Linked DNA regions of Mus musculus: region 1 is linked to region 2. The links are chromatin contacts, called in public HiChIP or PLAC-seq maps. All regions are on one chromosome and are shown on one strand. Each heading gives the region's core, a stretch centred on a gene start, on an enhancer-like site or on the middle of the called end of the contact. The rest is flanking DNA. Distances are from core to core; before and after follow the strand shown. Region 1 has its middle 18 kb from the start of Mbnl1. Region 2 has its middle 90 kb from the start of Gm33650.

Region 1 (5,881 bases), core at 332-2,831, 260 kb after region 2:
ACTGTTGTAGTCAGATGTTAACAGAAGTCAAAATTCCAACATCCTCCTAGACCCAACCTTTCCCTTTCCACAACTCTTTCTGCTTCATCTACTATAGTGATCACTAATCAGCACCCTTTTCCCAGTTCCTCAGTTGATGGATGCCCTTACCCTTAGCTGTTTTCCACCTATCAGCAAGAATATGAACTCGGTCCAAAGCAAGTGTGGAAAGGTTCTTCTTCCACACCCTCTGCAAAGCATACCACGCTGTGGTCTTTGCTCTTGCAGCCTTCTAAGAAACTCTTCTCACTCTTGTGTGCCTGCCAGAATAGCCTGATCATTTGCAGATTACACCATATTGCTCTCTTCTCAGAAATTCTCTAAATGTTTTCCATTTTAATTAGGAAGAGATCCAATATCCTAGATGTGGCTGTGCCTTGATCTCTACATGCATGTCTTTTCTCAAACTTACTCTCCCTATCTCCTGGCCCTAGTCTTCATTTTTGCTACAGCATATTCCAAGCTCATTACTGACCCAGGTTTTCTCTCTTTTCCCCTCATACTCATTTCTCTTTCTCTAGCATACTCTTCCCGTACACTGTGACACAATAGTTTATTCATATCTCAACTCAACATGTCCCTAGGCCTTGTCTCTCCTCATTACTATCTACATATTTAATTGCAGTAGACTGCCTAGGAGCTTTCTACCACTTCTTTCTGTTTTCATTTTTTGATGTTTCCTTGAGACTGGGTCACAATATGAAGCTCAGACTGGCATACAACTGATGCTGCGCCTACCTCAGCCTCCCAACTGCCGGAAATACAGTTGCAGTGTGTGCATGCCACTGGAATCTCCTTTCCATTCCTCCCTCCATCTCCCCCTCCCTTCTTCCATGCCTCCCTCTGTCTCTCCCTCACTTCTTTGCTTCCTTCCTCTTTACTATTCTTAATAGCACATATTATTTTTGCTTTTTGCTTTTTATTTTCTTTTTCTTTTTTTATAATGAATTATTTTTCCATTTTTATTAGGTATTTAGCTCATTTACATTTCCAATGCTATACCAAAAGACCCCCATACCCATCCACCCCCACTCCCCTACCCACCCACTCCCCCTTTTTGGCCCTGGCGTTCCCCTGTACTGGGGCATATAAAGTTTATTTTGTTTTTCAAACAGAGTCTCGTTTAGGACTGTCAGACTGAAACTCACTTATGTAGACCAGGCTGGGTTCAAATTCAGAGATCCACTTGCCTCAACGTCTTAAGTGCTGAGACTAAAGAATGGACCACCATGGCTGATTTTGACCTATTTTTAAAATTCTGCTCTTTCCTGTATGTTCTTCTTAACAGACTCCAAGTTCCTTGGTTGTTTATGCTGTGCCTTTTGTTTTTAGTACATTGGCCAGTACATAATTCATGCTCAATAAGTAAATGATGGCCAAAGTCAAACATTTAACCAATTCTGAACTGCATATACAAATCAAAGACACAAAATAAAACTAGCTGGGTCTCATGGCTGCCTGAGAGAAGCCTTGGCTGTACCCCATGCAGTTGTCAGGTGGAGAAACTGTTCTTGTTGAGTCAAAGGAACTGAAACCAAACTGTGGTCCCAGAAGACAGTAAGTAGACCAAGATCTTCTTTTCTTCTCCCCTCCCTCTCTCTGTCATCCTGTGTTGGCTCTTTTCCACTAAGCTAAAAACAGACAAGTTCAAAAATGTCTGCCACTAGCATTTCAGAATCCTGAAGTGGGGGGAATACTTTGTGTTGTTTTTCCGCTGTCTTCAATTCATTCCTCCACCCTACCACCAAGAAATTCATGGGACACTCTTCTTTGACAGTTAGAGGTCATGGCTGTCCTTAAGTCTATCTCTGTCAGAACACTTTCCTAACTAAGCATGCTGTTTTGCAATACTTCCTGGACTAGTTTTGATCTTGAGGTTGGCTACCGAGCTACTCTAGGGAAACTGACTGGATGGTGTATTCAGAATATAAAATAGAAAGATATAAACACATGCCTTGGCTCTTAAGACTACCACCCTCAAAATGCTGACTAGATTATGGTGATGTACTGAACTTTTTTTGTGTGCCGTTATTTTTCAGGTGCTTTAATAGCCTCAATAATTCCGTAAAACCAGAGCTATTCAGATTTTTTATAAATAAGAAAAACATACAAACTCAGAGAGAGGATAGGTGGATAAAGTCACAAAATGTGATCATGATGTGTTTATCTCCAAGTTGCATCTACCTGTACTACTTAGTTTTTGATAAGGAAAGCAGGCCAACTTATGGCTTGGATGCAGGCAAGGATGCTCATGTTCATGGTGCAGCTCTGACTTAGAAAAAACTCAAATAGGTGAGCACTGTGCACAGACTGCAGCAATGACACACTGAAGGCTCTCTGGAGAATGACACTCTATATAATATAATTACATTATAATCACAAGGACAATTCCTGGCATCATTTAATGATATGCAGAAAAGTTTGCATCTAGATAAGGTGATCGGTTAAGACAAGATCAGGAAATTTCAAAGAATAGTCAACGAAGTGAGAAGCAACTCCAAAATTCCATGATTTAGATATGGAGCCATGTGGAGCCATTTTCACACACTGTATTCTCCTACCCAGAAAGTTGTGATGTGACACTAAATGCTGTATGAGAAGACTTTAAATCTAGTGAGAAGCTTTAATTACCATTTTTGAAATGAGTATCTCCGTGTTCTTGTGTATTAAAGCCTGTGGCTTGGGCATGGTTCTAAAGCCAGAGAGGCAGTGATAACTTAGACCAAGTTTTCACCCTCGAGGTGCCCACAGTCTAAATGGAAGAAGCAATGGATAAAATGGTAAGTAAAGCCCTTTCTGGAAGTTTCTTATGATGGTAACTATGCCCAGGCCATTGAGCAGTTATATAATGGAGACAAAGAATAAGGGCTTTTCTTTTGTGTGGTTTCTCAAGATTGCTTCTTTAGAGGGATGATATTCAAGGCAATGAGAAGGTCAAAGAAGGGTCATTGCTAGGCTCAGGGCAGGACTGAACTGAATTTGACATATCAGAATGAGGAATGTGGTTTATGTCTCAGTGTGTCATGGGAAAGAAGGGTCTTGAACTGATATTCAGAAATGGTTGAGTCATATAGATTGGAGGCCAAGAGACAAAGTTGTTCAGTGTGAGAAACCATTGGCAATGATATGCACATGTGTGAATTGGGGGCAGAAATGCACAGAGAGATCCATTATCTCTGATTAACACAGGGCAGAGAATACTGCTGTGTGAAAAGCAGAGGTAATTACTGCCCAGGTCAGAAGTTTCCTTGGAGATAAATTATTATATTAGATGAATTGCAGACAAGACAGGTTTACCTTCAGAGGTTAACTACATATTTTTGCCCTTTCATTTCTGTAATAGGTCAAGTTTGATAAAAAGTGTAAAGGGTTCAAAAATTATTTAAATTTATTAGATTAAGATTTTTGAGAAGAAACCTTTAAAGGGGTAATTGAGTATATTGCCCTAGCCATTTGAACATATGGATACAGGTATCCAGTGACAGCCATCATGATCCTTAATTTCTGTATGCAAATAAAGTAGAAAAGGCTATTTTCCAGCCTGCAGAAACAAATTCTCTGATGTGCCCTCATTTGCTCCTTCCAGAGCATCAGTGACTATTGAACCCTAGAAGTACCAGCGCACCTTTTTCATAAGTAGTTATTATAAATTTCCTCTGATTGTTAAAATTATTCCAAGAGAGTAAACAATCTAAATGGTTGTCTTTACGTCATCATTAGTTGGAGCGAACTTCTAAGGACCATGGGTTCAGAGATGTGAACTGCTGAGGAACTATTGAATACATTATTGAAAAGTATGCTCTTAGTTGGCTTGCAGCCCAATATCAGTCAGCAAGGGAGCAGAGGACAAAGGTTCAGGCTGGGGACGTCCTTGGTGGTTAAAGTCCTTGCTGTGCAAGCTGGATCTGAGCTGGAGCCCCAGAGCCAGGTATAGCAGCTCACATCTCTAATTCCAGCACTGGGCTGATGGAAACGGGAGGATTGCTGGGGCCTCACTGGACAGCCAGTCTAGCTTCCTGGCAAATTCCTGGTCAGTAGTAGACTGTGTGTAAAACCAAAATAAAACAAAAAAGGTAGGTGATACCTGAAGAAGAATCCTGAGGTGGATTTCTGTCTTCCATAGTCATGCACATGAAACTATGTCTATATATCCTCACATGTATCCACATCACAGATGCATGCACACATAGAAATACACACACACACACACACACACACACACACACATACACACACACACACACACACACACACACACACACACACACACTGTCTTCCTCTCATACTCTAAAAGTTAACGGCATGAAATATGAATCTTTCTATTCCTGGTTTAAGTTAAAACCTGGCAATAAAATTTTACTAGCTGGTCTTGAACAAAAGTATGTGCTGGAAGACTGACCATGGCTGAACTAGGAAGTTTTTCTTTAGGCAGACAGACTAGCATAATGTAGGATTATGAACTCAGCTTCAAACACTTCTGCCTCCACACTAAATACAAACACAAAGAAGAACAAACCTTGCCTGTGCTGGTTCTACAGAGACACGAAGGGCTTATTAGCTAACAGATCAATGTATTTCATCCTACTCTTATTCTCTGGGTCTGATGATTTACCATATTCCAACATTTGCCTAATATAAAATGCTATGTGATCCAAGTGCATGTATATGGGAGAATAAACTCACAGAGAGAACACTATAATACTTAGGCTGCTTCCTGGCTAGGGCAGAATCCAGAAGCACAGAGTGTGAGAACATTGGATTTTCTGCAGTCAGAGTGGTATGTGCTTTCCTTGTTCATGCATCTGTTGACAAATGCTCAGTTGATTCCATAGCAATTATTGTAATTTTTAAACAACGAATGTACAGCATTATGAGTTTTCAAAATACTGATTCATTTTATTTGCATGTATAGTAAAGAGTGAGGTTGCTGGTTCCTGGCTTAAGTTAAAACCTGGCAATAAAATTTTACTAGCTGGTCTTGGACAAAAGTATGTGCTGGAATATAAACTTCATTTTCAGTTCTGTATATATGCCAATTCATATTCTTACCAGCAGTGTAAAGGATTCCTTTATCTTCACAACCTTAACAAAAGTGCTTCTGCTTTGTCTTTTTTTGGTAATAGCCATTCTAACCAGAGTGAGGTGGTACTTCATTTCTAAGAGAATTGATATTAAATGTACCCATCACATATAAAGACATGCTAACTCAGGGAGGCCAAACACCTGTCAACAAGTTAGTTGTTACAATTCTACAATGTGTAATTCAAGAAATCCTGTTGTGTATGATAAATGCATGCAACTTTGTCAATTTGGAAATAAATCAGTTGAGTAAAAAGAGTAGCATACATGTGTTGCATTGAACTAGAGTCTAGGGAGAGAATGTTGGGGGAAGCACATGGCTGGGGCCTAACAAGCTCAGGCTGATTAGTGTTTTCCAGGAGTCTCTACAAAGGCGATGCCTTCCTGGAAGCCAAGAGGCCTTGTCACCTGCCTTGGTTTGCTTTGCTCCTCTTCCTCTTTAGTAACTCACCATGTAATAGAAGAATACCTTTCATGGGTAACTTCTTTCTTGTGAGTCTATCATTCCTGTGGCACAAGCACTTGGTATAATCAGGTTACAATAGTAACCATAATATACCAAAGATCCGATTGCGAAATCATTTCTGGTCAAAGTTTCATGAAGTAGAGGTGTATAACCTTCACTAGAAACTGCAATGTAAGGGATTATTTGAATCCCATGCCTCTTTATTGTGCAAGAACCAATACCCTTGAAGGAACAGTACTTCCTTAAATAACAAATCACTGTCTCTTGATCTGATTCTTTCAAAATTGCTGCTGCATA
Region 2 (5,780 bases), core at 1,298-3,797:
ATTAAAACTAGAAGATAACTACACCATTGTCTGTCTTCTCTTCCTTCCATTCATCATGTGCCAATCACTTCCTTGCTCCCAAATTGATGGCCAATGTTTCTTTAATTATTATGTGCATTATGCATCATATATAACAAATATCAACCTTAGTCAACAGTTTATTTGTATTTGTATATTTATTTGATTTCAGGATTTACCCATTTGCATTGTTTAACCTATTTTTGGGCTCTTCCCTGATAAACACTATTCCTCAAGCTTTCACCATTCCTTAGTTTTTCTCTTTATTTTTCATAATAATTACTTATTTCATCATAATCACTTATTCATCATAATCAGATAATGAGGTATTGCAGTCACACAGTACTATTATTTTGAAATTAATATGAGACTTTACATGTAGTAGGTTTATTATGAAATTAGTTATATCTGTCTTCTGTGGGTATAGACTTAAATCTGTAATGCCTACTTGATGAATATGATGTAACCTTTTTGTATTTTTCATTTTTATTAATATTTATTAATTGTATAAAATGATGGATTTTGTTATGATATGTTTTACATGTATATAATATGCTGTGATCACCTCCAGTCCCTTATAATTGTATCTTGAGCTTTCATTCCACTGTTCACTTTTTTCTACAACTGAGCCTTTCTTTTATTTTCATGTATTTCTTTATCTACAATGACTGCTTTTGTTTTGAAATCAATTTGTCAGTTATTAAGATAGTCATTCCTGCTTGGATTTTAATTCTATTTGCTTATTATGCCTTTTCTATCTTTTTATCCTAAGGTGATTTATCATCAATAGTAAGGTATTTTTCTTGGAAGCAATAAAAGATAGATTCTAACCCATAATCCAGTCTACTAGCCTGTGTCTTTTTATTTGGGAACTTGAGACCATCAATAAAATAAGTATTATTGAGGTACTAGGAGATGGTTCAATTGGATGCACAGTTCTTTTGCAGAGGATTTGTGTTCAGTTCCCAACATCCACATCCCCTGGCTTGTAGCTGCCTGCATCTCCAGCTCCAGAAACCCTTACACCTTTCTCTGCCCTCTTCAGGCACTACATTCCTATGCACAAAGCCACATTCATACAATCACATATAAATTTAATTAAAAATAAAACACATGCAAATATTTTAAAGAATAATTGTTGAAAGGTGTGTGTCAACTAATGACAATATTTTTATGTGATGATGTTTAAAAAGACATTTTTTAGTTAGAATTGTCTTGGTACAGCACAGTGTATTCACATGGCATTTTCAGAGTTATTTTTTCTTTTTAGACCGATGCCTCCTTTCAACATCTTTCTACAGTTGACTTAGTGGGCCTAAACTCTTTAGTATTCGAATGCCAGGAAGTTTTTATTTCTCCCTCAATTTTAATCAATAGTTTTGTTTGTTATAATAGTCTAGGTTGGCAATAAAAGCAATGTGATCTTTCAGAATATTGAATATGATTTTCAGGCCCTTCTGGCTTTATTTTATTTTATGAAATATATGTGTTGTTTTGATGAGCCTGATTTTATAGATCACTTCATCAATTTCTCTATGGCTTTCAATGCCCTTTCTCTTATCTGTGCTTCTAATATTTTTCAACTCTATTATCTCATTCAGCATTTCCCTTTTCATCCTATTAAGTGTTTTGAAGGATATAGATAGATAGATAGATAGATAGATAGATAGATATATCAATATATATATGGAATAAAGATTATTATGGATATATATACATATATATATACATATATATGTATATATATTACTTTAGTCCTCTAATAGTCCACATATGGGATATATATATATATATATATTAGGATGGTATAAGAAATACATATATATGTATTTTGTTTTCCACATGGTACATTCTATTGGTGAGTCTAGACACTGAGATTTTTATTTGTCTTATTGAGTTTTTCATTTCCAGCACCATTTCAGTTTTGATTGATGATTCAGCATTGAAGTCATTATTTCATTAGGGCCACTCACTTTGTTCTTTGGGCACTTTTGTACCTTTGAGTTTTTAGACACAGATACAATTATCTTTAAAAAATAATTGTTTGGGTATTTGCCCAGATTTCTTCACTTGGAACCATTACTATTTAATTCCTAATTTGGGAGAAAGAGAGTGTATTTTTGTTTGTTTTGTTTTGTTTTGTTTTGTTTTTGTTTATATGCTTACACTTGCCCATTTCATCTGGAGTTAGTGTGTGGGTGACTCTGTCTCTGTCTCTCTTCAAATACAAGCCTCCTTTCTTCCTCCAGTATTAGTATTTATAGTAGACAAAGTCTTGCTAGGATTAGTCTTTATATTTCTCTGTAGGGCTAGTACTTGCAACTAGAAGCTCTATTTCTGGGCTTCTTTTGAGAACCAAGCACTGCCGTTTGTCAGCAAGGTCTCTTGTTTAGGTATATAACTTGATATGGAAGATATAGAATTCCCTGCATCTGTGGGCCTTATTGTAGGATTCCTACAATTGGCTTCTCCCTAGGTTCTCAGAAAACTGTGGAACTATTCGCATGTATGTGGGTTTCACTGTGACTGAGATATGACTTCCTGTTTATGGTGAGATGTGGAACTTCCCATTGTGTCTGTGAGCCTTATCTGGAGACTGTGTAATACATTTTAGTGAAATACATCCTAAAGAATTTAAGAATTCGGGGAGAAGGTTTGGCTCAGCAATTATGAGCACTTGCTTGCAGAGAATCCAGGTTCCACTACCAGCACCCAAATGGCAATTTACAGCTGTCTGACCTCTGTGGACACCAGGCACACACATGATAAATGAATGCATGGAAAACACTCATATACATAAAAAATAAAATAAATAAATTTAAAGAAAGTATAAAGAAATAGAGAATTATTCACACCCATGCTATAGATATAAGGCTTCACTAAGCACCTTAACTTCATTTTCAGTATGATTTCTACTGATGGGCAGAAAATTTACCTTAATGAAACAGAGGTTTTCGGTCATTTTTCTTATAGTTAGGTTTTATTTGATATTTCATTTTTAAGACATTTTAACCTTGATGCTATAAAGTAGTTATATTACATAATACCATATAAAATTGCAATTTATCTTCCATTTGAAATCAATTTTCACTTGCAGTTTGATTATCAGTATCAAATTTCATTCATTTTTTCATCTTTATACCCAAGTGTGCTAATAATAATTAGCTCATCTTATTCTCAAGATTTGATGTGTAATTCATCATGCACATCTGTCATATACCCAGTATGACACAATAAGTTTTGTTTGTGTGGAATAGGAATTTCTTTTCCATCCCAGTAACGTGTCTTTTTATTGCCTATTTTAGTCACTATTTCTTAATTTACAAATCATAAAACCTAGTCATGTAATTTCTCCCATGTTATTTATTCTTTTTGCCACATCAGATTTAGTATTACGATTTTGATCTTCTCGATCTTTTAAAGTCTCTCTCTCTCTCTGTCTTTTTCTGTGTGTGTCTCCCTCTCCCTTCTTCCTCCCCTTCCTCTCTCTCTCTCGTGTGTGTGTACATGTATATGTATGTATGTATGTATGTATGTATGTATGTATGTATGTGTGTGTGTACCTTCATGGTTGTATGTCATGTGTCTTCTGCTAGTAATGGAGGGCATAAAATAGTGCCTGGTCACTTGGATGTGGAGTTTCAGTTTGGTATAGAAACTAGTAACTGAACACAAGTCTTTTGGAAGAGTGCCAAGTGTTTTAAACCAACAAGTTATTTCTCCAGGGCCTAACAGAACTTCTTTAACTTAATAATTTAAATAACTTATTGGTGAATTGAATTAATTTTCTGATATTCTTTATAAATATTTTATTTTTATTTTCTCCAAAGAATTTTCCCCTTTTATCATGTTTTATAGGACTTATTAATATGGTATGTGTTAAATATAATCATTAAAGTGTCCTTTACTTGTTACTGAATTTTAAAGCAAATAGCCTTTAATGTTTCTGTACCTACTGTGAGGTTGTTCTAAGCTGGAGTAGGCAACACACACTAGATTTTTTTAAAGATAGTCTTATGACTGAAGGGAGGCCAAAGTGTGGATACTTGAATCCTTCTTAGAAGGGGGAACAAAATACTCATGGAAGGAGTTACAGAAAAAAAGTGTGGAACAGACTGAAGGAATGTCCATCAAGTGACTGCACCACCTGGAGATCCATCCCATAAACAACCACCAAACCCAGACACTATTGCAGATGCCAACAAGATTTTGCTGACAGGAGCTTGATATAGCTGTCTCCTGAGAGGCTCTGCCATTGTCTGGCAAATACAGAAGTGGATGCTCACAGTCATCCATTGAACAGAGCACAAGTTCCCTAACAAAGGAGCTAGAGAAAGTATCCAAGGAGCTGAAGGGGTTTGGAGCCCCATAGGTGGAACAACAATATGAACTAACCAGTACCCCTAGAGCTCCCTGGGACTAAACCACCAACCAAAGAAATCACATGGTGAGACTCATGGATCCAGCTGCATATGTAGCAGAGGATGGCCTAGTCGGTCATCAGTGGAGGAGTGGCCTTTGGTCCCGTGAAGGTCCTCTGCCCCGCTATAGGGAAATGCCAGTGCCAGAAAGTGGGAGTGGGTGGGTTGGGGAGCAGGGGGAGAGAATAGGGGATAGGAGATTTTTGGAGGGGAAACTAGAAAGAAGTATAACATTTAAAATGTAAATAAAGAAAATATCTAATAAAAAATCTTGCTGCTATATCAGATCAAGTGTTCCGATTACAGACATTCACTACCTTGCCTGGTTTACAAACTTTTAAATGTATTTTATTACTATAGATGCATTGTAGACATAATAGATTTCACTGCACATAGCATATTTTAAACATATTTAGGCCTCACACTTTTCTTACATATTTTAACAGATATATTTAAAATATTGAAACATTTTCTATTGAAATGATTAATAGATTGATCACATTGCTTTTCCCTTCCATTTCTCAATGGAGTGATGTTAAAAGACTTTTATTTGTAACTTCTATTTCATGTATGACTTTAGGGAAAAATCTACTTTCCTATTATATTTTTCTTCATAATGTTGAAATGCCACATCAGCCCACTAAAAAATTCTATAATTCAGATATTCATACTCAACAGAGTAGTTCAAAGTTAGACCACATACTTACGTGTATGTTAAATTATGATTTTACTCTTTATTCTATAACTGGGAATTGTATAGGTACATTACTTTCTTCAGGGTGCCTTCTCACTTCTCATCCAACCTACTATAATTTTAATAAGCGGTGGCACTTTGAAAACACATTTTAAAGTGAAACTTGTGTCTAACTACCTGAAATTACATAAGTATGATTGGCTAGTGGTCATTTTTATAATGACTTTTTTTTTTTATCTTGTTGCTTGCAGTATAGGCTCTGGTATTAGCTTTTCATCACTATGGCAGGTACCTGAGATGAACAGTTCAAAAGGAGAAAGGTTTATTTCAAGTAAATATTTCATATATTTCAGGTGAAATTCATTGGAATCTACTACTTTAGTTAGGAGGTGAAGCACAAAGTCAGTGGTAGAAACACAAGACCAAGATTGTTGAGCTCATGATGGCCAGGAAAAAGATAGAGACTGGAAAGGACAACAAATAGCACACATCTTTCCAGAATATGCCTCAGTGACTTACTTTCTTCAACTATGTCTCAACACTTATCAGTTCCATCACATTATGTATCTATCAATGAGTTAATATTTTGATTAACACAGAGTCCTTGGGTATTTCTCCAAACCTTACTAGGTTTCTGACTCATTAAA

What was found. HiChIP or PLAC-seq counts read pairs in DNA pulled down with a chosen protein or histone mark.
Region 1: an H3K4me3 HiChIP or PLAC-seq map of bone marrow-derived macrophages shows a contact between it and region 2, with 2.3 times the contacts expected there. The contact joins two enhancer-like sites. A contact is called at or near these places in 9 of 39 promoter capture datasets (the 3T3-L1 cell line, 3T3-L1-derived adipocytes, the C10 cell line and 4 more), 2 of 115 datasets of contacts at active chromatin or transcription factors (acute myeloid leukemia and bone marrow-derived macrophages) and 1 of 9 other capture datasets (macrophages).

What each region holds. Positions count from the first base shown.
Region 1 is chr3:60,480,335-60,486,215 of GRCm38.p6, forward strand. It overlaps a transcript of Mbnl1 not described here. Among named protein-coding and RNA genes, the nearest start is that of Mbnl1, 18 kb to the right of the region's middle. Within about 2 kb of position 1,582, at least 97 of the 459 cell types and tissues checked have an H3K27ac peak or open chromatin away from gene starts, as enhancers often do. A contact at or near this core is called in bone marrow-derived macrophages, where this site is marked.
Region 2 is chr3:60,216,579-60,222,358 of GRCm38.p6, forward strand. No RefSeq gene overlaps it. Among named protein-coding and RNA genes, the nearest start is that of Gm33650, 90 kb to the right of the region's middle. Within about 2 kb of position 2,548, at least 3 of the 459 cell types and tissues checked have an H3K27ac peak or open chromatin away from gene starts, as enhancers often do. A contact at or near this core is called in bone marrow-derived macrophages, where this site is marked.